Linked DNA regions of Mus musculus: regions 1, 2, 3, 5, 6 and 7 are each linked to region 4. A link is a contact called in public HiChIP or PLAC-seq and promoter capture Hi-C data. All regions are on one chromosome and are shown on one strand. The core of a region is the stretch at or near the end of the contact, and the rest is flanking DNA. Distances in the headings are between cores, read along the strand shown.

Region 1 (3,687 bases), core at 86-2,585, 470 kb after region 4:
CACAGGCACCACCACCATTATCAGCATCATCACCACCTTTATTTTTTATGGAAGGGAAAGCCTGGCCACCTCTGTCATGGACCCTCTGCCCCCACCCCAGAGTTTTCTTCTCTCAGTGAAAAGAACATTATAGAAACCTACAGGTGAAGTAATATGCAGCCTATCAAGATTTTGTTTTTATTTTTTCTTTATGAGTCTATGCTTTATGCTTCATTTAACTAGGGAAGATGTGGAAGTGTACCATGAACACCCATAGAGAGAGATGGGTAACTTCACTAGGCGTAACTAACCTATGGGGTAGACCTAGGCATACGTACTGAGAGCAAATGACACACTAGTACTATACTAAAGATACACTACTGTAAACATAGTGGTTGCGTGGCTTAAATGCTCTAAAAGAAAAACCTGGTCATAGTGAGGAAAATGTAAATGAAACCAATAAGAAGACCTATATGTTACTGAAGGTGATAATCATTCTGCATTTTGCACTCGTACAATGCCATACAAACATACAGTGTTTATACACATTATCTTTATACCAACTTATTGTGGAATACCTCTTTTTACAGGTGAGAAACCAAATAGTAAAAAGTTAACAAATATGGTCAGACCACACACCTGGCAGAGAAAGTGTCCCCAGGGGAAGAAGCCACAAGGCTGGAGGACTGCTGTAACCTGGAGAGACAAGTTAAGGTTCACTCTAGATGAATTGGGATTAGTCGTCTGGATTAAGAAGGATTCTGGGGAGCTGAAATGCTTCCCTATGAAATATGTAGATATGAGTCTTGTTTATTTTGCTTAAATAAAGCAGGATTTCACACTGGATGGTAAGAGAAGATTCAAAAGGAAGTCAGGAACCGGCAACTGCAAGCTGTAGAGATTTCCAGATTCGAACTGCTTTTACAACCTGGCATTGTCAAACAAAAATTGCCACCCTGTTCCTCTCCATCCCCCCTGACCCTGACCAACCCCAGACAACTTCTAAGACAGACAACAGCAGTAGAGAGTTCTAAATGAACTCCCACGGTCTTAGGAAAGTCCTACAACCCACCGAGGCCTGTCTTTATGAAAAACGGCATCTAAGAGGATCATATCTTTGAGATTGGGTGTGAGAATTCACAAATGTCAACAGAAAAGTATTATTTCAAGATCCTGAATCAGGCAGGTCTAACTGCAGGGCCGATGAGCACCTGCTCCTCCATGAATGAAGATGAGCCATCTCTTTGTGCTTTGACTGCCTGCCCTCACAGTCCCTGTGGCAAGAGTGCTCACATGCCCTGGAGTGGACGCCTTGCAGTGGAAAACCACTTCCCCTCTCTGTGGCCCTGAAAATCACAACCACATGCTGTTCCAGTCTTTCCTCTCAGTTTTATTTTCCAGGTCTTAACTCATAATTGCCCTCTGGGTTTCTGAAATGGTGAGGGAATGTTTTCAATTGAAACAAGAGTTCCTGCCAGAATGAAAGAACATGAAAACACGAGTCTCCGGCTCATATTTGGTAAATCCCCCACTTTCCATCTGAATTCAGAATTTGGAGGTTAAATTACAAGAGCACTTTCAAGTACCGTTTTTTTTTTTTTTTTTTTTTTTTTTTTTTTTTTAATCTGTGTTTATCTCAAATCTCAGGCAATCTTTGAATGAGCCTGGGCATTTAAATTGTTTACATGCAATTTATCGAGGAAAACTTTTGAACAAAATGGCCTACCAAAATAAACACATTAATTCACTACTTAATGACTATTATGAAATGAAAAGCTCCTTCCATTGCAGCACGTTGTGATTACTGTCAACCTTTTTAAAGCAAATTGTTCTTTCCAGTGAGAAGGGAAAGATGACTCTTGAGTTTGTATACTGAAAAGCCCACTGCTGGTACCCAGGGAATGTGATGTTGTTGAACCATTTCTTTACCCTTTGTTCCACTACTTGTCACTTATCACCAACATGTCTCTTTATATTTAACAAAACTATAGTTTCCTTAGTCTCATTTTTATATATTACCTCTTATCAGGGCTTAGTGTTGGAGATGAGGCTGGGACCACTGATTGTCAGAGCCTCACCTTTGTCAAATGTCCCTTTGTGCTATGAGATTTAAGTGTAGTAGCTCCTTTGGGGGATTATAAAAGTAGACCATTTTATTATCCCATGTTTAAGGGATGAAGATAAGCTTTAGAAAAATCAAGAAGTTTGTTCAAGACATGTGCTATATTAGTGTTTGAGAGAAGATTCAAATAAATACTTTTACCACTTTTCTTAAAGCCAGCCCTTCTGTTTTGGGTCTTTACAAAACAGTAGAAAAATCTCTTACATTCAGTTATAATCTCCAAGAGAAAAAGAAGCCAGATAAGTTATTAAATCTTAGAATGAGAGATGTTAAATTTATGTACAACCAAGCCTTTGCTAAACTCCCATGAGTCCCTAAGGAGTCTTGGTAAGCAATTTGCCCAAACAAGTTAGCACTTAAAAGGGAAATGCTCTGAAGCTTCCTAAATCCCAGTGTAGTCCATTTCCCAATAACGATAAAGGTTTATGAGTGCATAATTATGTTTTAAGATTTCATGGAGGTATAAAATACTACCATTATGTGATTCTCTGAAATTAAATTGGAGTTTATATCAACTACAGCTTATTTTCATGTTCTCAGGGACATGGAGCAATAAATGGAACCCCAGGAACCAGGACTCATGGACTAAGATTAGAGTCAATATGTCTCAGTCTTAGAACTGAGATAGCGTTACTATTATTTAATGTTGATAAAAGTCATTATGTGCTATTGAGGGTGTTAACCACTCAGCAAACATATGAAAGAGAAATAAACTGTTTCCTAAATCTCAGAGACTATTTCTTTCATATTTTTCCATTTGGGTGTAACAATTCTAAGCTTTAATCAATGCATATCTATAGATGATTTCTTATTAAATAGATCTACAGTATACATATTATTTGCAAGTGTACCATTGGCACTAAGTGGCTTGGCTAGGAGAAATTTCCAAGTAAATATGAGAGAAGTAGTGATAGAACGTGTGTGTGTACATGTGCATATGTGTGTATGAGTGTGTGTGTACATGTGCATGTGAGTGTATGTGTGTATGTGTGTGATGTATGCATTAGTGCAGGTGTGTTGTTAGCCATGCATTTGCTGCTTGTTCGGAGGCCAGAGGGAGACATTTGCTATCATCCTCCAGCTCTAATTTTTATTTTGTTGTTTAAAAATTTTTACTTTTCATCTATCTTATTTTTGAGGCAAACTCTCACTTAACCTAGAGTTTAATGGGTTGGGTAGGCAGACAGGCCAGTGAAAACACTTCGGCTCTGTGTTTATAGACTAGTACCTCCACACGCAGGTTTTATGTGGGTGTGGGGGATCCAAATTTAGGTCCTCAGTTGCAAGCACTTTAATGATTGCACTATCTCCTCAGTCTCGCTGTTTTTAATGGGTATAAAAATTTCCCATTTGAAACCAAAACAAAATTCAATTGATCCAGGAGTTGAGATTTATATTTTTTCCCCAATTGTGAGCATCATAAACTCTTACCAATAGACATCACTATCATCTTTTCAAAGTGTGTCCAATAATTTCTTTAGCAGAAAATTATAGTATAGAATCAAAAGGAATAAACAGTTTAAAATCAAGAATAATAAAATGAACAAATCAAAAGGAATAAACAGTTTTGACCTACTATTCCCTTC
Region 2 (3,973 bases), core at 1,215-3,714, 490 kb after region 4:
TGGGAAGCATTTTGCTCTTTGGGGGATTTTTCACTTATTCTCCACTGGTGATGGGCATACTTTTGGCATTCTGAATAGCTAGTAAGCTCAACCAGATCCATATTTTAAATAGCTTCCTCCCACTTTATCTGTATGGCCCCAGAGAAGACAGAAAAATACACCCATTGCTGAGTTGTCTGCATTGTTCTCTTGGCTGTTCTAGACACTGCTAGCCTATGCATTTCTATAGGCTGAACTTGTACTTGACTCCCAGGCAGAAGGGAGAAGAAGAGCTGCTGAAGAAGAGCTCCTGCGAGGGCTGAGGTAAGAAGTTGCAGAAGATGAGAACTGTGTTTTCCAGGACACTTCATTGTTTTGGGCCCAAGGGTGCAGGCTCCTTGTGATGACGCTTCTTAGTTTCACCCCATGCTGTCAGCGCAATAGTAGCTTGTCCCCTGCCAGAATTCTTCTATTAAGGACTCACTCTTCTAGATGAAGCACTCAAAGTTTTGTAATGCTCTCAGAAAAAATGCCTCAACCCAGTAATAACCTCCATGATTTTTTTCACATTGCACTCCCTCTGGAAACCCTCCACTTATTAGTAATAAGAACTTAGAGTGATTACTAGATCTTTTTGACACTTAGTTTCCTGCCTGCCCTGGAACATGAAGTAGCAGAATTATTTCCACCCAAGAAGTATATGTGAAGGGGATTAAATCAATTGTGTCCAGAGCTGCTCTGAACAGTGTCCATTTTATTAGAATATCTTAAGTCATAGTTGTCACATGTGGTAGTAGGAGTCATAAAAACCCAAGCTCTTAAGGATTAGGTACAGGGACAAAAATCTAGCCAGTTGGCACATGCTGGCAAGGTACCAGAAGAATTCCTTAAAAGTTTTGATTTTTCTCAGGACAGTTGTTGGAGACATTGGTGTTTTCTGTCTCTCCTGAATGCCCCTTTTGTATATACTTTCTTGCTTCCCACTTAGGGACCAGGTTTAATTTGATCATCTATCTCGGATTTGGCTCTGAGAGTTGCAGAAAAGATGGAAGCCAGAAGGATAAACCCAGGATTCTGTGTGAACCAAGTTGAGGGGCCAGGAGCAGATAATTCTGAGAGGTGGATGAAGAACAAGATGATGCAGATGTGAAGTGAAGAAGGGACAGACACCCTCAGCTTCCCCAGGGGATCATGAGGAGCAAGATAAAGGCATTTAGTAAGGATCGGGGTGCTTAGGGGCTCCTCATCTGTAGGCTTAGAAGCACATACACATTCACTAAACCTGGAGCAGATCATTTCCCTGATGGCAAAGGTTTTGGGGTAAATAAAAGAGGTGATACATTCCTCTGTCTGGCCACCCTAAATGCCCAGGCAGGCTGTAACTTTATAAGCACAGAGCCCCAGCAATAGAGGAGAAGCAGAAGGTACCCCAGGTTCTGGCTTTAGAGCCACCTGCTTGCTGCTTCCTTTATCAATCCCATAGCAGGTGATGCCACAGTCATTTCCCTAGATGCTTTAGATTTCCCATTATCTCTTACCTTGTGTATTGCATGTGTCTTCCTTTTGATTTTAAGTTCCTCAAAGGCAGGAGCCAGAAACTATACTACTTTTTTTAAAGGAGTACTTTACAAAGAACCCTTTATAAGAAGTGTCCAGCAATTATTAACATAGATGGCTATAGAAACCAGTAGAAATTAAATTGTCGTGTTGACTTTTTGTATTATAAATATTTTATTTTCTGAGGTTAAAAAGTTTAAATAAAAAGTAGAAAATAATTTAAATTATAAATTAATAAAAACTCTGTTTTCCTTTGACCTTTCAAATGCAGTAGATTCACTACCAGTCCCAGAGTCCGCCTCTGATGCTTAAAGGTTGCCTGCAACCACCACTCATTCTGAGGCATCAACTGACAGGTCTTCAGTTTTGGAAGTTTCTGGTAAGTCTTCGAATGATGAGAAAGTTCCTGAAGATCTCTGCTCGGACCACCATCCAGGCGTAGCTGTTGTACTTCATGAGTTTAAGGTACCTTTGCACCCTCCAGTAATAGCTCTTCAAGTGGAGAGCAGTTGAGGACATCTCCCACGTCAATCTTTCCTCTTGCTTTTCCTCTAGTACTGTCTTCAGAAACACTGTCTGCTGGTGGAGTTCATCCAGGAGACGTACAACAATAGTCTCATTCCACCCAGTGCTGGAGAAATTGTTTCTGAAGACAAGAAAGACATTCTGGAGCATCTCTTGGATGGCAAAGGCAGTGTAACTCTTCTGCATCTTCTCCGTCATCTCCATAGGGATCTTGAAGTCCGCCCTGTAGGTGAGGTTGATCTTTCCATTCAGCTGCTCCAGGAGCTCCTGACATTTCCGAATGTTCGTCCTTTCTTGGAGCTGGAGCTGCTTATAGTTGATGGAGAGGGCTGTGGTGGAGAAGCACAGCAGGAACGCAGCGTGGAGGATCCACCTGTTGTTCATGATGGAAGCCAGGCTGGTGTCGGCTGCTACCTGCAAGATGAGGCAAAGGCTGTCAAAGGCTGCAGTGAGAATGATCTTCCTTCATGGCCTGTGCTATTTATAAGGGATGGTCCTTTCTGCCTCAGAGGAATTTCCCACTTTCAGTTCTCCCTTTCAGTTTTCCTCTGTCATTTTCTCTTATTCTAACAGCTTCTAATATTCATTTTATTCAAGCTCCTGGCTATTTTATATGCTATGTACTGGGTTAAAATATATACAAACTAAGGATTTATAAAATCTTGTACAGTTTCACCAATTGCTGGAGCAAAGGAAGAGAAATATCCAGGAGAGAAGAACAGAAAGGAGACAGCCCTGAAGATAAAAGAACTCTCAAACAGCCAAAGTGTCCACTGAAAAGCCAGGCAGAGTAGCTGCTCATCCTGAAAGGATGGCACAGCTGCTGCCCTTTGAAATAGTGGGATGGTGGGAGAGGGTCTCTGTGAGCTCCCAGGGGGCTTACAATAGTGTACTATAAGAGAAATGGCACATCAATGGGCCATAGCTCCCTTTGGGAGAGAACCCCACATCCTGGAGAAACTGCTTAAAGTGGGGGTCCAGTTTGAGCAGTGTCAAAACAAGAGACCAGGGAAGGAAGGGTTGTGAGTGGGTAACAGAGAGAGAAGCAGCCAAGTTTCCCAGCACTTCACCAAAGCAACAGAAGAGGGAGCTCTGAGAAGTGAGAAAAACCAACTTGGGCCACTTCTAAAGGAGCAAGGACAATGAGGGGCCACAGGAGAGAGTAAGTACTGGCAGGAACAAATACAGAGTTATTAGTAACACAGTGTCTCCAGGATAATGAAAATATTCCAGGATCTTGTGCATATAACTCAGATCACAGCTGCAGTGCTCTCATGCAAGAGCTTAGCGTATTAAATAATTATTTAGAATAGTAAAAACCAGAGTCGGAAACTCTAGAAATGAAGTAAAAAAGAAACTTTAAAAAACAAAACAAAACAATAGGTTTTGTTAAATTATTCACAGTCACAAAAATGAGTTCTTTGGGAGAAATCTCCATTGGAGAAAAACCTTGAATCTTTTGAAACATATATCACAGCTAAAATCCAACAATACATAAACATTATTACATATTGACTAAGGGCAAAGTGAGATTTGTTCAATATTATAAGATACATAAAACATATGCAGTGGATTAGAAGGTCAAATGACCAAATAAAGGAATGTGAAAAATGACATTGGAAGAAGGGTGTTCTATTTTATCAATACATGAATTCCAAGGCATAGTAGGAAATACTGATAATGTGACTGTGGACAAATTATACATTTCAGTATAGCAAAGCCACCAAGAAAGCCAGGGAAAGGCCAGTGTCAGAACCATGCTGGTGATAAAGAATGGAAAACATCATTCTCTGCCCTCTCCAGGGGGTTCCCCACAGAAAAATTAAAACTAGCCAGACGCCAGGAAGAGAACCTTGAGGGACTGATAAAGATGAGACCTGTCTGCTGTTAGTGGGTTTATAAAAATGTAAGT
Region 3 (3,814 bases), core at 293-2,792, 340 kb after region 4:
TCAATATCTCAGAGCTTTCCTGTAGGTTTGTTATTTATTTAATTTGTTAGTTAATCAATTAATTTAGATACCATCGTATGTACCTAAGGATAAGCCTTGAACTAACTGTGTAGCCAAGGATGACCTTGAACTTCTGACCTCAAGTCCTGGCACATTAGGCACGTGTCCCCATGTCTGACTTATGGGATGCTGGGGCTCCAGCCCGGGGCACACAGCATGGTGTGCAAGTACTCTCCCAACTGAGCTACATCCTCAACTCTTAATGTCTTCTTTCAATCATTATTAAACTATTCTTAAAGGGAAAACCCACCCATCAATCTATAATTCTCTTTAGATAGTATTTAAGAATATTTGTCAACTTACTACTTTTATTCATGTACAAATTTTACTTTTTAAAATATTTGTATGTGTGTGATGGCTAAACTTACCAGCTTGACACACCTGTAAAAAGGGACCCTAAATTAAAGAATTGCCTCTTAGATTGGCCTGTGTGCATGTCTTTACAACATTTTCTTGATTATAATTGATGTATAAAGTCTCAGCTCACTGTGTGCAGTACCGTCCCTAGGTATAGGCCTGGACCGTATAAGATAGCTCCATGAATGTGAGCCATTAAAAAAGAAGCCAGTAGTAGCATTCCTGCATGGACTCTGCTTCAAGCTCCTACCTTAAGATCCTGCTTTGGGTATGGCAGTTGATAGACTGGGACCTAAAAACTGATAAGAACCATTTCTTCCTCAAATTGCTTTTGGTCATGATGTCTTTCACAAAGCAACAGAAAGTAACTAGAATCATATACTTTGTATTTTTAATTAATAGTTCTCAATTTCACGTTTGTCACCATCATTATCACTCATATATGACTGTAGCACATCCCATCAAGGGGCAGGCAAAATGGCTTAGTGTGCAAGGCAGCTTGACACAAAGGCTGACAGCCTAAGTGTGATGCCCAGAACCCACACGGAAGAAGAGAACTGACTCTCAAAATTTGTTCCCTGTTTTTTTGTATGCCTGTGCTTTTTTGAATATACACAATAAATAAGTGTAATTCATACTTCATCAAGTTGATATATCAAAATTAGTCATTCCTCTATGGGTCATTTTAAAGTATCTGTTTAATGAATATCTCTATCCAGGTGGATTTCTCTCTTGTACTATAGTTTTTCTTATGGTAAATTCACAGCAGTTTATTAGTGGGCAACGTGTGAAGATTTGTTAATTAGAAGAATGGCATGGCCTCTTTAAAGGTTTATGTTTGTGTGTGTATGCATGTGTCTGTCTGTCTATATGTATGTATGTATGTATGTACATCCATGTCAGTGTCATTGCCTACTGTGTGTGTGGAATTGCCATGAAGCTGGAGTTAAGGACAGCTCTGAGCTGCTGAGTGTGTGTGTGTGTGTGTGTGTGTGTGTGTGTGTGTGTGTGCGTGTGCGTGTGTATGTTAGGAATAAAACTCAGATCCTCTGGAAGAGCAAGCCCTCTTACTAAGCTGTCTCTCCAGACTCTGGCATGACCCTTCAATGCTGCAAAAGGGTTATGAACCCTGAAGGAACTCATACAGGCGTCTGAGCACTCAGGTTTCTATCCCAGTTTTGCTGCTTGCAGCATATGTAAATTCAGGCAAGCCGCTTAAGCTTATTAGTCTTAGTTCTTTGCATAAAATTGAGAAAATGGAACAGGCAGAAGCACAGAGGCGCTGAGGCAGCACCCTGTGTGGGCCGGGGACAGCCGGCCACCTTCCGGACCAGAGGACAGGTGCCCACCCGGCTGGGGAGGCGACCTAAGCCACAGCAGCAGCGGTCGCCATCTTGGTCCGGGACCCGCCGAACTTAGGAAATTAGTCTGAACAGGTGAGAGGGGGCGCCAGAGAACCTGACAGCTTCTGGAACAGGCAGAAGCACAGAGGCGCTGAGGCAGCACCCTTTGTGGGCCGGGGACAGCCGGCCACCTTCCGGACCGGAGGACAGGTGCCCGCCCGGCTGGGGAGGCGACCTAAGCCACAGCAGCAGCGGTCGCCATCTTGGTCCGGGACCCACCGAACTTAGGAAATTAGTCTGAACAGGTGAGAGGGTGCGCCAGAGAACCTGACAGCTTCTGGAACAGGCGGAAGCACAGAGGCGCTGAGGCAGCACCCTTTGTGGGCCGGGGACAGCCGGCCACCTTCCGGACCGGAGGACAGGTGCCCGCCCGGCTGGGGAGGCGACCTAAGCCACAGCAGCAGCGGTCGCCATCTTGGTCCGGGACCCGCCGAACTTAGGAAATTAGTCTGAACAGGTGAGAGGGTGCGCCAGAGAACCTGACAGCTTCTGGAACAGGCAGAAGCACAGAGGCGCTGAGGCAGCACCCTTTGTGGGCCGGGGACAGCCGGCCACCTTCCGGACCGGAGGACAGGTGCCCGCCCGGCTGGGGAGGCGGCCTAAGCCACAGCAGCAGCGGTCGCCATCTTGGTCCGGGACCCGCCGAACTTAGGAAATTAGTCTGAACAGGTGAGAGGGTGCGCCAGAGAACCTGACAGCTTCTGGAACAGGCAGAAGCACAGAGGCGCTGAGGCAGCACCCTGTGTGGGCCGGGGACAGCCGGCCACCTTCCGGACCGGAGGACAGGTGCCCACCCGGCTGGGGAGGCGGCCTAAGCCACAGCAGCAGCGGTCGCCATCTTGGTCCCGGGACTCCAAGGAACTTAGGAATTTAGTCTGCTTAGGTGAGAGTCTGTACCACCTGGGAACTGCCAAAGCAACACACTGTCTGAGAAAGGTCCTGTTTTGGGCCTTCTTCTTCGGCCAGGAGGAGGTCCAAATACAAGATATCTGCGCACCTTCCCTGTAAGAGAGCTTGCCAGCAGAGAGTGCTCTGAGCACTGAAACTCAGAGGAGAGAATCTGTCTCCCAGGTCTGCTGATAGACGGTAACAGAATCACCAGAAGAACAATCTCTAAACAGAGTCAACTATAACTACTAACTCCAGAGATTACCAGATGGCGAAAGGTAAACGGAGGAATCTTACTAACAGGAACCAAGACCACTCACCATCACCAGAACCCAGCACACCCACTTCGCCCAGTCCAGGGAACCCCAACACACCTGAGAACCTAGACCTAGATTTAAAAGCATATCTCATGATGATGGTAGAGGACATCAAGAAGGACTTTAATAAATCACTTAAAGAAATACAGGAGAACACTGCTAAAGAGTTACAAGTCCTTAAAGAAAAACAGGAAAACACAATCAAACAGGTAGAAGTCCTTACAGAAAAAGAGGAAAAAACATACAAACAGGTGATGGAAATGAACAAAACCATACTAGACCTAAAAAGGGAAGTAGACACAATAAAGAAAACTCAAAGCGAGGCAACACTAGAGATAGAAACCCTAGGAAAGAAATCTGGAACCATAGATTTGAGCATCAGCAACAGAATACAAGAGATGGAAGAGAGAATCTCAGGTGCAGAAGATTCCATAGAGAACATCGGCACAACAATCAAAGAAAATGGAAAATGCAAAAAGATCCTAACTCAAAATATCCAGGAAATCCAGGACACAATAAGAAGACCAAACGTACGGATAATAGGAGTGGATGAGAATGAAGATTTTCAACTCAAAGGTCCAGCAAACATCTTCAACAAAATTATTGAAGAAAACTTCCCAAATCTAAAGAATGAGATGCATATGAACATACAAGAAGCCTACAGAACTCCAAATAGACTGGACCAGAAAAGAAATTCCTCCCGACACATAATAATCAGAACATCAAATGCACTAAATAAAGATAGAATACTAAAAGCAGTAAGGGAAAAAGGTCAAGTAACATATAAAG
Region 4 (3,790 bases), core at 896-3,395:
GAGGAATAAACACGCGACACCTGACGGTCCTTTCTCTGTGCTGACTTTCCCTAAGCCCAAGTCGAACACTCACGCGCGCGCGCGCCCGCGCGCGGGCAGCAGAGACCTGGCCAGCACGGCGCCGCGCCCCCGGGTCCCAGGCTAGCCCGGCAAGCGCGGCGCGGGGGGCGGGGAACGGCCCGGGGAGCGCCGGGGCCCCGCGATTGTTTCCTCCCGGAGCAAAGACATTTTTTATCAAGTCTCTTTTGTATTCGAGCCCTACCTCTTTTTGGCCTAGGGAAGCTTTCGTGCAAGTGGAAGACGACTTTCTCCACAAAGTGCTGAATGTTACTGTGCTCCGGGCCGCGCACGAACACCATCCAGTCGTGGGTGAAGCCCTCCACTGTGGGTTTCTTCCTCACCTGGGCGCGGTGCCCCAGCTCCAGCTTCACCTGCACGGCACACTGCGGGCAGGGGGAGGAGAGACAGCCGTGAACAACAGGAAGGCGACCGTTCGCTGCTCAACATTGCGCCTGACATTTTTTTCCCTCCTCCTTGAAACGCACATAAAAGGAAACGGCAGTGCCCTCTCCATCCACGTTTCACGCGCGTGGGCGCGCACACCCCACACCCCCAGATACACCGGGCCGGGCCGCAGGGGCCCCCGGCGCCGCTACACAGCGGCCGGGATTGTAACGGAATGTTACCCCTAGTCGCGAAGGGGGTCGGGGAAAGGGGAGAACACGACCACCACGGCAAGCACGACAACAAACGCGTCGGTAACAAATTAGGAGACAATCAGGAGGGGATGCTGGGGCGCTTTCCCGGCGTGGGAGGGGAGGTGGCTGAGATAGGGGACCGGGGTTTCTAGCGAGCCCCCTCCCCGAAAGTACCGCGGCGACAGGCACACGCCGAGGAAGTCTTTGTGTACGTGTATGTGTGCGTGCGTGTGGAGCGCGGTGCCAGGCGGAATGGAAACTACAGGCAGCCTCTGCTAATGGGCACAAACTCCCGTGTTCTTTCTTACCACGGGGTTCGTGCACAAGAATGAAACGTCGTCACACATACACTCACTCACGCCCGCACGAAAACACGCCAAGGCATCCCCAACTCAAAGCACCCCGCACCCCTCGGCGAACAGCCCCCCACGACCAGCAAGGCCAGCCCAACAGAGCCAACGCTGCACACTTTCAAGAGCCAAAGTGGTCGCAAACTCCCTCCAGCCTCCCCCCACCCGCCCCCCCAGCGAAAGCCACAAAACGCAGAAAGGCAGGGCTACTGGCGGACCGCCGCGGAGCCCCGGTCGCGCACACCGGCCGCTGGGGCAAAGTTGCGAGCAGCCCCGCCGCTGTCAGCCCGCACACTCGGGCTCACGCGCGCGCCGCGGAGAACGCACCATCGTGGCGGCCGCGGCGCTCGGCGGAGGTGCGGCCGCAGAGGCTGCTCGCCGCGTCCCCGGACCGTGCCCGCAGCTCCCGGCGGCGGCGGCGGCTGAAATATGGCTGAGTTATTATTCGCCTCCTTCCACCGGGTGTGAGTGTGTGTGTGCGCGTGTGTGAGCCAGAGGGAGTGTGAGTGCGCTTCTTGCGATTGCAAAGAGGCGAGGCGGGCGGGAGGCGCGGGGGGGGGGGTGGCGGTGGCGGTGGCGGCGAGTGTGCGAGTGTGTGCGCGCGCGCCGGGGGGGGGGGGGGTGGGGAGGAGGGAGAGGCGGCAGCTCCCCGCGAGCAAAACCAACCTTTCTCTAATTGGAACCGCGGAGCGCTGGCGCTGTCTGGGCTGCGGCGGCGCGGGGCGGAGGAGGAGAGGGAGGGGGGCTTTTATTATTTTTTTTGCATGTACTTACCGAGCTAGCCATGCCTGGGGGCCCGGAGGTTTGCCGGGGTGTTGTGTGGTACCCCCCCTCCCCCGCCCCCTTCAGCTGTAATTCATGAAGAGGCTGCTATGAATGAGAGCGCGCCCGGGAGCTGAGGGTAGATGGCGGACATGCTCTGCCTTGGCCCCCACCCCACCCCGTGCTCGCTCTCTCGCTCGCTTATTAAACTCAGCCCCAAAAGCAAAAGCAGCAGCAGCAGCAGCAGCAGCAGCTCCGGGGCCAGAGGATGAGTCCGGAGCATGCGCCGTGGCGCCTGACACCCGGGCTTCGAGCCTCTAGGGGCGGAGGGAGGGCGTGCGGGCGGGGCGGAGCGCGCGGGGAGGCCGAGCGACCGAGCCAGGGGGAGCTCGAAAGAGCCAATCAGCGGCCGCCTCCCCGAAACCCCGGCGGCCCGCAGCGCCACACTGGAACGCCTCGCTTAAAGTAACAGGTTCCTGATGGGGGAGGGGGGAGGAAATGGAGGGAGGGGGCCCGGCACTGGGAGAGCGGCCAGCTGGGGAGCCATCCCGGCCCCTGTGCAAACTCCGTTCTCCCTACAATAAAAAACGGATTAAAACTGCTGGAATGTGGCCACTGCCTGGAGCCCCCCAGCCGCAGGAGAAGGGGTTGTTAAATCAAGTCTTTGGCGGTAGTGAGCACGTTTGGGAAGGGGGAGCGGGCTTGTTTTTACTTTCCACCATGGATTTTTGCGGGTTTGTGCTGAAATCGCAAGAACGCACACCCAAACAAACTTATTTAAACAGAGAGCAAGAGAAATCCACGCTACCAAAGAAAAAAAAGAAGGGGGAAAAAAGCCTCCTGATAGCAATCTCTGGGACTGAACAGCCCCCAGCAACCTTAAATCCCTTTCCCTATCTACTCCGAGCCACCAACCTACCCCGCCCTCCCACCGTCGCCACTGAAAACTTTAAAAAAGAAAAAGAAAAAAAAAGAAAAGAAAAAAAGAAATGAACGCGAAACAAGAATGCCATTTCCTTCCTAGGAAACGCCTCCCGCCTCGGTGTTCCCGGGCTGAGAACCGTGCCCAGGTGGAGGCGGGACACCTGGGAGTGCCCGTCGCAGAGCCTTAGGGAACCCGCTTCCCAGTTGTTTGCTTCAGGAGGCTTCCCCCTCGCTGACAACCTGCTGGGTTGCATCAGGGTCTGCCCTCTCTCTAAGGGCGCGCCAGACTACTGGGAACCTTAAAATAGATAAAGTTAATACTGACTATAATGTGCATAAATTGGATTATAATCTTTAGGCATATTGGTGACAGCCAACATAATCCATCTCTGGGTATTAATCCATTTAGGCTCCCGGGTGACAACCCCTCGCAGAAGTGTTCTAGAGTTGCTCTTCTACAAATGCTCCATCTCCGATTGTAGTTTGTCTCAGTGGCCACGGGTAGAATATCAAGCCATACGTGAAGCGAAAAAAGAAGAAGAAGAAGAAGAAAGAAAAAAAAAAGAGTTACTAGCTTCCTCTAGAAACACAGACAACCTTTAAAAAGGAAACGGATAAGATCTAGACGATATACGAAAATGAAAGATGGGTGTGACTTTTGTTTCGTTAAAGTTCTTGTACCTCTCTGGCTCTTAACTCCTTTTTTGAACTGGTTTGGGGTGGTGGCTGTTTTCCAGAGTTTATCTTTTGTTCACCATCTTTTTTTCTCCAGATTGCCAACTTCTTTTCTCCCTGTGTTTTTTGTCTCTCTTCCTCTTTCTGACTCAACTTTATTGCTTTCTTCTTTTCCTCTCGCCGGGAGACCATGAAAGCACAACTCGGCCCTTGCATTGAACACTTGAGAATAACGGGAAGGAGGTTTCCTGGAGCGTCCCAGGTTCTCCATGACCACGTTCAGTTTTTCCCACTGCTCACAAAGTAGATGATGGGGATTAGACAGGACCAGGTCCAGCCAAGTTCAAAGCAGCACGTTTCCAACTCGAGTAGTGTGATTCT
Region 5 (3,822 bases), core at 1,121-3,620, 410 kb after region 4:
AAACTCTCAGCTCTCATGGTTGACATTCAAGCCTTCTGCTTTGGCTTTGAGATTAATAACAAAGGCAAGATTGTATACATTTTCAGTAAGACTGAGAGACACAGGAGAGTTTGTTACTGTCTAACAGATGAGTGTGATACAGGAGACTTGATTGATGAGTTCAGCATGTTTTTTTTTTCCAGCTACGCTCGTGTTTGTTTTTAGCTAAACCAGCAGTTGCTCAAATTGTCAAGTCACCAAACAGTTGTAAACTGTAATGACACTTACTCATGTGGGGATGGGACTCAGAGAAGGTTGTTTTGACAGTCACTTGGTGATTCACTCTTTAACAATCTGAAGTGAATAGTTTAAAGCATGAATTCTTGACTTTTTAGGAAACTGAAGGAAGCTTATGATTCAAGTCATCAATACCAACTGCTTGTCGGTGACTAGTCATCGGTGTGTGTGTCATGTACGTATTACTTCTTGAGGGATCAAACAGGGTCTTGGGGGCATAAAGTTTGTCTGTCATTCAGTTACTGGCCATCTCCAGCTACCCTAAGTCTGGGGATGAGTACGCAGTGGAGGAATTTTATTAATTTCTCATTGCTCTGCACAGAATGTCAGGCTGGAACTTACAGACTTTTCAAAATGTGTTTAATTTATGAGTTTTGTGCAGAACCAAAATGGAACATTCCAAAGATAGGTTTTTGCTTTCAGAGCAAACTGGCAGCTCTGGGGCAAGACAGGCCCCTCTCGCCTGGTCTCATCTTCTCCCTTTAAGTCTGAAATAGTTAAGTATACTTATGGAAAAACAAACTCCAGAGACGTGAATGGTTCCAGATGCAGGATGCAAGAAGTTCAAAATGAAAATCAGTGAGGCCAGATGAATCCAGGGATAATAGTTAGAAATCGAAACCATTTAGGAGTGTTTACCTTTCCCAAATGAGAAGAATCTGACTGTCATATTTGCCAGTATCCATGAGTGGCCACAGAACTGAATTAAGTAATAGATGAAAAGATATACATTCTTCCTATACCTATAAATACAGAAAAATGCCATTAAACACATCTTTTAATGTAATGTACCAGTCAAACTGAGCAAGCAAAAGAAAACTGTTCCAGGTCAGAGTTCTATATTGGGGTCTTTCACTGGGTTGTCCCTCCAAACCCATGAGAGTCCGATGGGATGAATTTATCTAACAAGAGTATGTTGACTGAGATTGCTTAAAACCAAAGGTAGTTCTTTTCCACACTTCATTCTCATCTTTGATAACATTCTAACCTTGTTTCTCTAACACTTTCAGCCACTATGAGAAAAGCTTTGAAAGTTGAAGGGGACAGGGAAGAAACACTGACGCAAAGGGACTGATTTGGGCAGCTTGAACTCCAGTAGCTCAGCTTGCCAAATTAACTTGAAAGAGCTGGCTTACAGTTATCAAAGGGGAGTGGTCACAATTGGATTATGACTCAGTCATTGAACACACCTGACTTTTGTGATTGGGGTTGCACTCTCGTTCTTCCTGGCCCTGCCTCCTGTTGTATTTTACAAGGGAAGCTAGTTCTCTCCATCAAATGCACATAGAAAGCAGTTTAGTTGCTCAGCCAAAAAAAAAAAAAGGAAGTCAAGCTGAGTGTAAAGCTGTGTGTGTGTGTGGGTTCCTGGGGAGAGGACAGCCAGGGTGTAAACTGAATTTAAAAAAGAAGATTGGTGATTCTTGGTTTGAGGAGCTGGAAAAGGAGGTGAAGGGCTTCCCGGTGTGCACAAGGATGTGTAGAGTGGCCTTGTTAGTGTTAACAATGACTTCTCTTAGTTGGAAACTTCTGAGAAACAAGATATATAAGCAAACTCTATGGAGCAGTCAACAGATGACCAAAACTGCTATAGGGGTTAAAAGGGGAAAACTGCAAGCCAATCAGCATCACCAGGCTTCAGGTAAGCACTCCCCCCAGGCCCTAGTTTCCCTGGAATCTGGCCTGTGACAGATGCTGCTGCTACAGGATGCTGTCAAAATCACCCTGTGCCAAAATCTAGGGCGCAGCAAGGACAAGGAAGAGAAGAACTTGTGGGAGCGCACAAAGAGAAGAGGTGGCCTTGCAGCCCACCCTTCCATTTCCTCATCTCCAAAACTAAAAAACCGAAGGAAACAGCAAAGCCTCTGTCCTGAGCTATGGAGGAGAAAATGCAATCCACTACCAGGCAGAAGGAGCAGTGTTAAACAGTCAGGAGCTTCGCGGGAGTGAAAGCCGATGGGTGGGCTTCTGCCCAGTTCCCTGGCCCCTCCCTCCCCGCAGCCCCCTAATCCTACCTGGGCTGCAGCCAGGCTGGCAGCACCGAGGGCCCCATGGGCCACAGTCTGCTCCTCTGGCACCTCCGGGAAGCAGCAGGAGTGGGCTGGGAAAGCGGTAGGGGCGGGACGCCTCAGGCTGGGCTCGGGAAGGGCGGGGCCTCAACACACTCAGCAAGTTTTGAAAAAAAGCAGAGGTCAGGAGATGGGCAGGAGATGAAAGTCAAATTCCTGCCATGCTGCCCTAGGAGAGCTGGCCAGGCATAGAAAGTATGCGGGATGAACAAGCACATCCGCCCGAGGCTTTCCAAACTGATCCCAGGCTACTGATCTGTGGCTGGAGACCCCTAAGTTCACCTGCCTATACTCTTAACTGGATATAACTAGCTCTAAGGTTGCATGATCCTCAGGGTGGCCAGGGCCTTTCTTAGAAGCCCTAAGGTAGGAGAACGGTTCAGGAAGGAAAGCTAAGGGCAAATGGCCCAATATCTGTTCAAACATGAGCCAGAGCCCTCCAGAAATCCATCCCTGACACTTAGAGACCTGGGTGGCAGTGGTGTGCATAAATGCTTTTGTTCATTTAAGTTAATGTCATTTATTTAATGTTTAATGTCATTAAGTTAATGTTATTCGCTTAAGTTAATGTCGCTGCCCATGGCCAACACTCCCACACATCTTTTCCTGGTTTCTTGGGACAATGGCATCCCATCTCCTAGACAGAGTGACCCACCTCCTGGGTTCGTGAAGATCAGATTCCAATTATTCTGTTCTACCAGGTGAAGAGAACAAAACAGCTCCCCAAAGTATTTTCCCAAAAAAAAAAAAAAAAAAAAAAAAACCACCGCCACCACCAAAAAAGAAAAAGAAGAAATGGGAAAAAATAAAGAAAAAAAAAAGAAAAGAAAAAAACTCCCCCAAAACCCACAAGTGGAACAGTTACATATAGTTGCTGGAGTTGGAAGGTAGTGCTTCCATCTTACCAAAAAGGAAGTTGAGGCCTTAAGAAATATTGTCACTCACCACAGGTCACACAGCTGATAAACAGCAGGGTTAGAAGTTACAGTCAGCAATTTTTCTTCTTGGGTCATGGTTTCCTTCCTCATAGCTGTCACAGAGTCTGCCTCTTAGATGTCCCACTGTTCCGTGTCTCCCCGCCCCCCACCAGGGGCCAGCTCCTCTGTAGCCTCCGTTCCTTCTCAAGCCCCTTGGCAGAGGCTGCACTGTCCTCTCAACTGTCTCCATTGTCTCCTGTACACTGGCCTTCATGGCAGTGTAGGAACAAATTCATGTCACGTGGTCGTTCACACCCGTAACCCCAGCACTCTAGAAGCCGAGGTGGGGAGCTGATTCCGCCTTCAGCATCAGCCTGGGCTACACAGTGAGTTCCAGGCACCCTGAGTACAGAGGGAGACCCTATCTGGAGGGGTGGAGGGAAGGGGGTGCATTTTCAGATCTCTAACCCCAGAGTTTAGAACCCCTCTTTTAAACACCCCCCTCAAACCTTTGTCATCTGCCATCAACATCCAGGGCCCTATCTCATTTCCTATCACCCTTT
Region 6 (3,755 bases), core at 721-3,220, 380 kb after region 4:
TTTTCAGACAAAGCATAGCTGTGTCAAGTGCATCAGTCTGCCTGTGTTCTTTTCCTCCTAGCCACCCTGCTATCCCTGAGAGTTCTCCCAGAGTTTAAGAAGAAAGCTGTATGGACCAGAGCGTATGGGTGGTGACAGTCACAGGACCCAGCAACATTCTCCATGGGAGGAGACAGACCAGAGAAACAGAAGCTTTTTAGGACTGCTATCTGAGATCTATGAAAAGTGATCCTCACCATTGGAGGTCATGAGAAGATGGCTACATACTGACATCTCACTGTGTGCGTGGCCAGGAGAAGGGTGCATTCCTTGGGTACCTGGGCATTTAAAACTGAAATAGAACATGACTTCTATATGGACAGAGTTCATTGTAAAAGTTATCTTTTCTTTGTGAAAACTAGAGTATATTTTCTCTCCCTCAAGTTCTAGTAAAATAATCTTATGAGTTTTGTGCAATGTGACTTTTATTTTTAAGTGTGTGGGAAGATTTTGCCAATGAAAGCAAACCATACAGGTGACAAGGTTGTGATAATCTATTTTCCATGAAGCTGTGTCATTGAGTTTTATTCTTGTTGATAAAACCCCCACTTAAGAGAACTGCTAGGCACATTCCAATCACTAGGCATGATACTGACTGGTACCCAAGTTAAACTCATCAGTGATAGGTAGAATTCCCATGCTGGGTTGTCATGAATACACGTGAAAGTTATCCAATTCACAACATTAGTGGCCACAAAGGAGGCTATTAGTTCACAAACCAAGAAACTCATGGTTGGTCTGATAAATCCTGATGCTGTGGTCTCTTTCTCTGGAGAGCATGCCTCCTACTTAGCAAAACGTCCGCCAGCTACCATTACCAAGACTAAAGAACAGTTCTTTCCCCCACCGGCATGGCAGAATCAATACTGGGCAGACTCTAGGAATACACGTAGGTCTTTTAACAAGTATTGGGTCCCTGACAGGTGGGATATACTCAGTGGTTAGGCCTAAGTCAGGTGTTGACCTGAGTCCTGGACACAGAGGAGGTAGCCCCAAGCAAACTTGAACTGGGTTTCCCTGGGAGAAAGATGATAGGATGCTAGACCAGCAAAAAGGGATACATGTCTCCTCAGAAGATCAATCTTTTTATAAGACTGAAGATCTCTCCACCAGAATATTAGTGACCTAAAAGCTTAAAGTATTAGTGGTCTAAAGATAGTATCATGATTTCAGCTCTGGCATTGGCTAGAGACTCAGGCAGCATTATACTTTTGATGCTTGTTGATCATTGTGACTTCAACTGGGGCCCAGTCTTCAACCAGTCATCTGAATACACATACAGGGGATCATTAGGAAGGAAAGTCATGGCACCAAAGTCAGGCACTTTTGTGTCTTCCATACAAAGACAAGTGCCTGGCCTTTCACAAACACAGAACTGCTGACATTCACGGGTGGCATGTATCTTCTTGTTGTCCCAAAGGGCACTGAGTTACAGCAGCACTACTGGTTCTAGTTTCCAAATATATAATTCCTTCACAGATTGGACTACAAGGAGATAGTTTAAGCCAAGAGAAAAAAGAAGGTAGAAGCAATGTATACCAGCTTTTCTTCTCCTTCCCATATGCACTGTTGTGTATGTCCTACCAACTAGAGACTGAAAGTCATCTAGCATTTACTATTGGGTACCAGATTGTGAAAACACTAGATGTTTCGTTTTGCTTAGCTTGTTTGAAGTCTTGCAACAGTACCATGGGGAACATTGTTTTCGGCTTTAAAATGGAGCAAAAATATCTATTTCTACTGCATCAGACATCTTGGCTCCCACTTTAAGGTGCACATCTGCTAAGAAAAACACCAGGCCTTTGGCACAGGGAAGCCTGAGAGTAGTGTAACAGACCAGGTTTTTCTGCATGCATTAAAGTGCTCTGGATTCCAGAGTACCTTGGAAACACAGGAGACAATGATTAGTGAAGAGGAAGTTGGCACTGGAGACATTTTCTCATTGTGAATCAGCAACCAAACATTTGCTGTTGCCCAAGGAATGCACAAATCTGCCTAGACTTCATATTTCAGATTTTCCATGTCTTTTCAGTCCGGTTTCTTCTCAAACCTGGTGTTTCCTCCTGCTCTTCACAGGAAAACAGAAGTTTACAAAAAGAAGGAAATAAGGTAATCCTCAGCCCTCACTTTCCGAGCTCTTGGTTTTGAGCAGTCATGGATGGACAAGTCATGGGGTTGTCTGGCTATTGGTCCGCTAAAGAATCTTCGTTGCTAGCACTAAAGACTAAATTCAAAGCTGTGCCACTGAAATTATAATAACCTCCCTCCTGATTACCTGTGTGACCCCAAGTAAGAGGTAAATTGTTCGGTCTAGATGTTTCACTTTTTTTTTTACACAAACAGGAAGCTGCTTCTTTAGACCATGTCCGTAACTACATAAAGGAGGGTTTTGTTACAAGTCTTCTCCTGTCAGCTTTTGAAAACACAAGTTGCCAAGACACAAAGTATTTGGGCATGCGCCTGTGTAGGGTTTAAGCTACTGTATGCATCTTGGAAGTATCCAAGCATAGACTGGACTGGAAAGGTGTACATTTGGCACAGATATGGGCATCTATGCAATTGTCTAAAATCATGTTACAGTCATAATAACTCCATAGTAACCAAAGGGCCACCTTCTCTATGGCCTGGCCACACAGCAAGGAGGCATCCATCTGCATCTCACGCTCAAAAGTCACTTGCCACTTGGCATCCTGATGTTAAGCCTTTTCATTTCTAGAATCACTCAATTTAGTAATATTTTGTTGCAATAAACCAGACTAAGTGAGCAGTAGTTAAGGTGAGGCAGTGCTGTATGCAAAGTGGAGAAGCCACTGGGAAATTAGTGAGTAGATGGTGGAAGAGTTTGAAGATGCTGAACTCATCATCTTAGTCAGAGCAGATAAGTAGCCCCTATGCATTTGAAGAGACACCTCTGATCATCTGTGATGCAAGATCACCTCTCAAAAGAGCTCCAGGGTGCATTCTGTCAGATCTAAGAAGTCTGATTGTCTTTCTATCTCTACTAGCTACAGCTCAACTTAGCAGTGTTTCTAATCGAGAGGCTGACCCAGTCTACAGTTTATGCCTATACTAATCTTACTATGTTGGCTAACATCTTGCTCTTGTACATCCAAGTCTCCCAAACCCTAAAACATACATTTCTGTAGTTTTGACAGCCAAGTTTTATAAGGTAGGGATGCGCTTCATGACACAGCAGCAACCTGAACTAAGATACAGGAAGATGCTTAATTTTCTGGGTATATGTAATGTTCATGGTTCTAAGGGCAGGGGAATTTGTTATCTTAGAATCAGAGGGGACTCTTTTACCTCATCCCCTTCATATAAATCTGTTAGTTGCGAGTGCAGAAGTTAATCAATTGGTTTCTCAAGTCAATTGAATTTACTCCAGTGAATCTATCTCTCATTAACATTACAGGAAAACATTCAGAGTTTTCAAACTCATTATAAATGTAACTTGTATAAAGCCCGCGGCCCTGGTGAAGCAGTGTCTGCTGCACCTTTGGGGATTTGTTCTTAAAGCTCAGGAGCTTTAGAACACGGGACCACAGTAGATTTTTTTTTTTTTTTTGTCCAGTTCTATGTTTTTTTTTTTCGCTAGCAGATGCCCAGTGTTGTATTTGCTGCAGCTTAGACCACCAGTCCATCTTCTCACCTGTTCGACAGGCTACCTCACACGTTCTTCTGTTTGACAGAAAAAACTCGGAGGAAGTCTTTTC
Region 7 (3,911 bases), core at 1,336-3,835, 310 kb after region 4:
GCAGATAAAGTTTACTTTGTGAGGATAGCATTCATTATTTAACAACAAATAAAAGGCTGTAAAATAAAGTTTAGATGCCAAAATAAAGTTTAGATTTGTTAATTTTTTTCTGCTATCATTTCACATTGTTCCTCATTTACAGATCCAACCTAATTTCCTTCCAGTGAAAGAGTGGGTTTCCATGGTGCTTAATACTCTCCTGGTCATTGTGGATAGCCATTACCACCCCAGTGGACAACTCTTCACCTGCTTTTATCATGTGAGTACAAGAACTATAAATGACCAGAAAGACAAGGGTTGACTATCCTAACATCCATTGCTCACATAGGTTTGAAGGTGTGTGTGTGTGTGTGTGTGTGTGTATAGAAAGTAGAAAGACTGGTGTGTAGGCTATAGGTTTGATTGAGTTGGTTTAGGATGTGTGCCACATACCAGTAATATGAAAGCTCTAGAAAAATTTTTCTTATGTATAGTCAGGGTCAAGGGCTACATTTGTAGGATAAGTGGCTCTTGGAATACATTTGGTCTTTTTTTTGTCATTGTTTATAAAATGAAAAGAATAACAGCATCCTCTGTAATGAATGCCTCATACCACCTCTTAGATTTGTGACCATTGACTTGACAGTTCACCATTGTCATTCTGGTTTTCCGTGTTTATGAAATAAAAGTAAAATTCCTCTGCTGTGCCTTTCTGACTCAAAGACTGTGAAGGTGAAATTAAGTTATGTGAAAGTATTGTATTTTCAAAACAGTGAAATTCTTTGTAAATACCAAGTAATCCTGTTGGTCACATGAAAAATTATTGCCACTCACATCTTCCTCTGTTTCATGATAACTGAAGCAATGTGAAATGCGCATCTTGTTGCAGTCTAATGCTCCCTTTGGGGTTGTGGAATTACTTTACTCCTGCAATGGTGTGTTATTATTTTGGTTTTGTCCTATAAGTATCCATTGCTTAGGAAATAAGAGAGATCACAGGTCAGTCAGCCAGGCTGCTGGGGATTGCCGTTGTTTAAAGGAAAACGTAGCACAGATCCCCAACTGTTGTGAAGATTATGGTTTTAGTCCCAAGTCCATTGCCCATGGTCTTCTCTGTAAATACTCTTGTTTCTTTTCACCCTGCCTTTGGGTGGACCAGGTAGGTATTGATCTGGGGCCTAGGGTCCAATGCTAGATTTTAACTACAGATTTGGACAAAAAAACAAAACAAAACAAAAACCAAAAAAACAACAACAAAAAAAAATAGGTAAAGGAAAACTAAATTGGAAGTTAAATTTTGTTCAGAGAAAGAATCCTCCAGAAAAGGAACAATTTGCTTAAATTGTTTTGGAGTATATAGAGTAACTGTGTGGGTCAGACACTCACCAGGACACACACTACATGAGAATCCTAGGCATTCTGCTTAGTCCTTATGAACCAGTAAGACAAACTCTTTATTGGCCAGTTCAGAATTTCTGCTTACCCCTTTAATTCTTTTTACATTATTACATATTTTAAGGACATATTTCAAAAGTCACTTCCTTTATTTCCCGTGTCATACGTAGCTGAGTCCATTTAAGAAGCATTGCCATTTGAAAATGTTGTATTAGTGTACAGTATGATGTCCTGTATGCTTGATGTGTATCCTTAAAGCCCTAGGGCTTAGGGAGCCAACACACAGGATTAAAACACACACCGTACAGTGCTTTGACTGCTGGGAATAAAGGCCGCTTCTATGGCATGTCTGGAAATCCCAAGTGGATAACAGTGAGGCAGATAGAGAGACTTTCTTCCCTACTTGAGGCACATTTACGAAATGTATAGCATGTGTGGCAGAGGGCTCTAACGTGGGACTCTTGCAGATGCTGTTCATGTTCGGCTGCTCTGTCAGTTTATTAGGGCTGTTGTTCATTTTCCTTCCCATAATTGCATATCAGAAGGCACATGTAGAGCCCCCAGTTTCCTTTTGAATAGCTGGTTATTGCTTTGTAACCAGAAGATTTTAGAATTTCAACAACTTCCCTCTTTAGTAAAAGGAATTAATCCCCTGTAGAAAATAGCCCATCTTTGGGTTGTGTTCCCACAAACAAACATTTGGGAGATGTGCCAATAGATCCTTGTGCTGAACTTCCACCTGTTCCTCCGCAGTGAACTTAACTCTTATCCACAGCCCTTCCCCTTTTCTTTTCTGGACGAGTCCTAGCTTTCTGAACAATTGTAATGTAGCACATCTATGTTCAGGCAGCTTTCCATTTGGCTTTCCTGTTATTTGCATGCAGGCTTTTAAAAACACTGAAACTGACTTTATATAGTGAGAGAATCCGCAGCCTTGAAACATGGGCACTTAGAATTCCATCTTAATTTCAGAGCACATTCCTCGGTAGTAGATGGGCACATTGACTGAAAGCTGGGTGTGCAAAAAGTCACAGTGAGAGTCTCCTTTATGTGCAGGTATAGGAGAAGCTCCCATGTGACAGATGTGCACCCTTTGTGTTTTAAAGCAAGAGGCTAACCCGATTTCTTTCTTTGCTTGCTCTAGAAGTCCTATTCTGGCGAGAACACAGCGAGCGCTATTGCGCGCTCTGCTGCCGCCACGGCTTTGTCTCTCCTAGTGCCAGTTTTCATTATCTCATGCAAAGAGAAGGTTGAGGAAATCCTGAACATGCTGACTGCCAGGTTACCTGGGAAACCAAGTGCTGATGAATCTCAGGCCGTGCAAATCCACATGGGCCTTGCGTTGGGGATGTTTCTCTCTCGCTTGTGTGAAGAGAAGCTCAGGTACAGTTGACTGAAGTATTGCTGTGTTTCCTCTTTGTGATTTAGGTGATGGGATGTATAGATATAGATACACACACACATACACACACATACACACACACATACACACACATACATGCAGGGACCTAAACATTGCATCTGAGCAGTATGTGCTTGCTAAACTTTTTGAAATGGTTGAATTTATTGCTTATTCTCATATATGGGTGAGTTTGACTGCCTAAAATATTACATGGATATTAGTATTCTTTAAGGGTTAGTATTCAAGTGACTGGTTACTTGAAAATCATCTCAGGCTGAGATAGTAGTACAAATGTATAATTAATAGGCATGAACCGTCTTAGAGGACTGTAAGTAAAGAGGAACTTCCCCCTCCCCCTCTCATTGTTGCTCCTTTATTGACATCTCCATAACCTGGGAAGAAACAACTGGGGAGTCCCATGTAGCAGAGAGGTGCTGAGAGTCACAGAATCACCCGGAACAGCATGTGCTCAGCTTTAAATGCTGCCTTTGTTCTGTGCCCTGACTACAGTTAGTAATCTTTAAAGAGTCCTAATCTGTGCATATTATGCTGGGTGCTTTATTCGGTTTGATTGCTCATTTTTCGGCTGCTAAGCATTATCAGTGAATGGTGCAAAAGGAATATGAAAGACCCAGGTGGAAAATTCCATTAAATGGGCAAGTTTTCTACACATCAATTAAACTATCTTAGCTTTGTTAATAATTTGTCTTTTCCCTGTATTTTATATTAAACCTTAGAATTTTATGCATCCAGGTTGATCGTAGTGCAGTCTGACATGAATATTTCTTTACTGTGGATATTGATGGTAGTGACTTGGACTTCAGCCGCTTCCTCCTACATGGGAAATAGGATATAGGGAGAAACATCTAGCTATGTTGTTAGATGTATTACACTTCCTAGTTGGTAGCATTTAGTGGTCCCAAAGAAAACACTGTGTTGTGGATAAAATGAATGATGTTACACAGCATCTAAAGTGCTCAATTTAAGTTTGTGTTTGTAATTTGCTTACCTTGAACAAACACTATTGTGTTTTGGGGGAGATTGCTAATGCTCTTGGGAATGGTATATTTCAAGAGGACATCTTTAGCTTCTGGAAGCATCTGTCAGACAAGTGGAATGACTGGCATAGTATCTG

The links. Promoter capture Hi-C pulls out the DNA fragments that hold promoters and counts their contacts. HiChIP or PLAC-seq counts read pairs in DNA pulled down with a chosen protein or histone mark.
Region 1: a promoter capture Hi-C map of cranial neural crest shows a contact between it and region 4. The contact joins the enhancer-like site here to the promoter of Mllt3 in region 4. A contact is called at or near these places in 11 of 39 promoter capture datasets (the 3T3-L1 cell line, 3T3-L1-derived adipocytes, the C10 cell line and 8 more), 1 of 15 datasets of contacts at CTCF or cohesin (pro-B cells), 1 of 484 Hi-C or Micro-C datasets (uterus), 2 of 115 datasets of contacts at active chromatin or transcription factors (cardiomyocytes and fibro-adipogenic progenitors) and 2 of 9 other capture datasets (liver and macrophages).
Region 2: a contact with region 4 is called in a promoter capture Hi-C map of liver, with 5 times the contacts expected there. The contact joins the promoter of Ifnb1 here to the promoter of Mllt3 in region 4. A contact is called at or near these places in 11 of 39 promoter capture datasets (the 3T3-L1 cell line, 3T3-L1-derived adipocytes, the C10 cell line and 5 more), 1 of 15 datasets of contacts at CTCF or cohesin (pro-B cells), 24 of 484 Hi-C or Micro-C datasets (B cells, CD8 T cells, the G1E-ER4 cell line and 13 more), 5 of 115 datasets of contacts at active chromatin or transcription factors (bone marrow-derived dendritic cells, bone marrow-derived macrophages, cardiomyocytes and 2 more) and 3 of 9 other capture datasets (adipose tissue, liver and macrophages).
Region 3: a contact with region 4 is called in a promoter capture Hi-C map of embryonic stem cells, with 4 times the contacts expected there. The contact joins the enhancer-like site here to the promoter of Mllt3 in region 4. A contact is called at or near these places in 5 of 39 promoter capture datasets (the 3T3-L1 cell line, embryonic stem cells, hippocampal neurons and 2 more), 4 of 115 datasets of contacts at active chromatin or transcription factors (bone marrow-derived macrophages, embryonic stem cells, neural tube and 1 more) and 4 of 9 other capture datasets (adipose tissue, liver, macrophages and 1 more).
Region 5: a contact with region 4 is called in a promoter capture Hi-C map of embryonic stem cells, with 5 times the contacts expected there. The contact joins the promoter of Hacd4 here to the promoter of Mllt3 in region 4. A contact is called at or near these places in 13 of 39 promoter capture datasets (the 3T3-L1 cell line, the C10 cell line, the HPC-7 cell line and 7 more), 1 of 15 datasets of contacts at CTCF or cohesin (the NIH/3T3 cell line), 2 of 484 Hi-C or Micro-C datasets (embryonic fibroblasts and embryonic stem cells), 2 of 115 datasets of contacts at active chromatin or transcription factors (bone marrow-derived macrophages and extraembryonic endoderm stem cells) and 3 of 9 other capture datasets (adipose tissue, liver and macrophages).
Region 6: an H3K4me3 HiChIP or PLAC-seq map of bone marrow-derived macrophages shows a contact between it and region 4, with 3 times the contacts expected there. The contact joins the enhancer-like site here to the promoter of Mllt3 in region 4. A contact is called at or near these places in 4 of 39 promoter capture datasets (hippocampal neurons, liver and stem cell-derived epiblast-like cells), 1 of 15 datasets of contacts at CTCF or cohesin (the NIH/3T3 cell line), 2 of 115 datasets of contacts at active chromatin or transcription factors (bone marrow-derived macrophages and trophoblast stem cells) and 3 of 9 other capture datasets (adipose tissue, liver and macrophages).
Region 7: a contact with region 4 is called in a promoter capture Hi-C map of hippocampal neurons, with 16 times the contacts expected there. The contact joins the enhancer-like site here to the promoter of Mllt3 in region 4. A contact is called at or near these places in 27 of 39 promoter capture datasets (the 3T3-L1 cell line, 3T3-L1-derived adipocytes, the C10 cell line and 16 more), 7 of 15 datasets of contacts at CTCF or cohesin (the G1E-ER4 cell line, the NIH/3T3 cell line, embryonic stem cells and 2 more), 212 of 484 Hi-C or Micro-C datasets (the 3T3-L1 cell line, the 63-12 cell line, the AML12 cell line and 110 more), 26 of 115 datasets of contacts at active chromatin or transcription factors (the HPC-7 cell line, Th17 cells, Th2 cells and 18 more) and 5 of 9 other capture datasets (adipose tissue, embryonic stem cells, liver and 2 more).

The regions. Positions count from the first base shown.
Region 1 is chr4:88,502,611-88,506,297 of GRCm38.p6, forward strand. No RefSeq gene overlaps it. Among named protein-coding and RNA genes, the nearest start is that of Ifnb1, 18 kb to the right of the region's middle. Within about 2 kb of position 1,336, at least 29 of the 459 cell types and tissues checked have an H3K27ac peak or open chromatin away from gene starts, as enhancers often do.
Region 2 is chr4:88,520,330-88,524,302 of GRCm38.p6, forward strand. It overlaps Ifnb1 (interferon beta 1, fibroblast), which reads right to left and starts at 2,465. Exons shown (of 1, transcript NM_010510.1): 1 at 1,696-2,465. The coding sequence starts at 2,445. The coding sequence ends at 1,897.
Region 3 is chr4:88,374,524-88,378,337 of GRCm38.p6, forward strand. All of the region lies in intron 35 of Focad (focadhesin), which reads left to right. Among named protein-coding and RNA genes, the nearest start is that of Hacd4, 62 kb to the right of the region's middle. Within about 2 kb of position 1,543, at least 1 of the 459 cell types and tissues checked has an H3K27ac peak or open chromatin away from gene starts, as enhancers often do. A contact at or near this core is called in embryonic stem cells, where this site is marked.
Region 4 is chr4:88,031,262-88,035,051 of GRCm38.p6, forward strand. It overlaps Mllt3 (myeloid/lymphoid or mixed-lineage leukemia; translocated to, 3), which reads right to left and starts at 2,146. Exons shown (of 11, transcript NM_027326.3): 1 at 1,823-2,146; 2 at 263-443. The coding sequence starts at 1,834.
Region 5 is chr4:88,436,545-88,440,366 of GRCm38.p6, forward strand. Hacd4 (3-hydroxyacyl-CoA dehydratase 4) reads right to left here and starts at 2,371. Exons shown (of 7, transcript NM_025760.5): 1 at 2,289-2,371; 2 at 916-1,019. The coding sequence starts at 2,326.
Region 6 is chr4:88,410,556-88,414,310 of GRCm38.p6, forward strand. Focad (focadhesin) reads left to right here. Exons shown (of 44, transcript NM_001081184.1): 44 at 62-456. The coding sequence ends at 135. Hacd4 (3-hydroxyacyl-CoA dehydratase 4) reads right to left here. Exons shown (of 7, transcript NM_025760.5): 7 at 3,400-3,755. The coding sequence ends at 3,709. Among named protein-coding and RNA genes, the nearest start is that of Hacd4, 26 kb to the right of the region's middle. Within about 2 kb of position 1,971, at least 22 of the 459 cell types and tissues checked have an H3K27ac peak or open chromatin away from gene starts, as enhancers often do. A contact at or near this core is called in the NIH/3T3 cell line and bone marrow-derived macrophages, where this site is marked.
Region 7 is chr4:88,342,061-88,345,971 of GRCm38.p6, forward strand. It overlaps Focad (focadhesin), which reads left to right. Exons shown (of 44, transcript NM_001081184.1): 26 at 143-259; 27 at 2,519-2,757. Among named protein-coding and RNA genes, the nearest start is that of Hacd4, 95 kb to the right of the region's middle. Within about 2 kb of position 2,586, at least 17 of the 459 cell types and tissues checked have an H3K27ac peak or open chromatin away from gene starts, as enhancers often do. A contact at or near this core is called in brain, cerebral cortex, cortical neurons and 3 more, where this site is marked.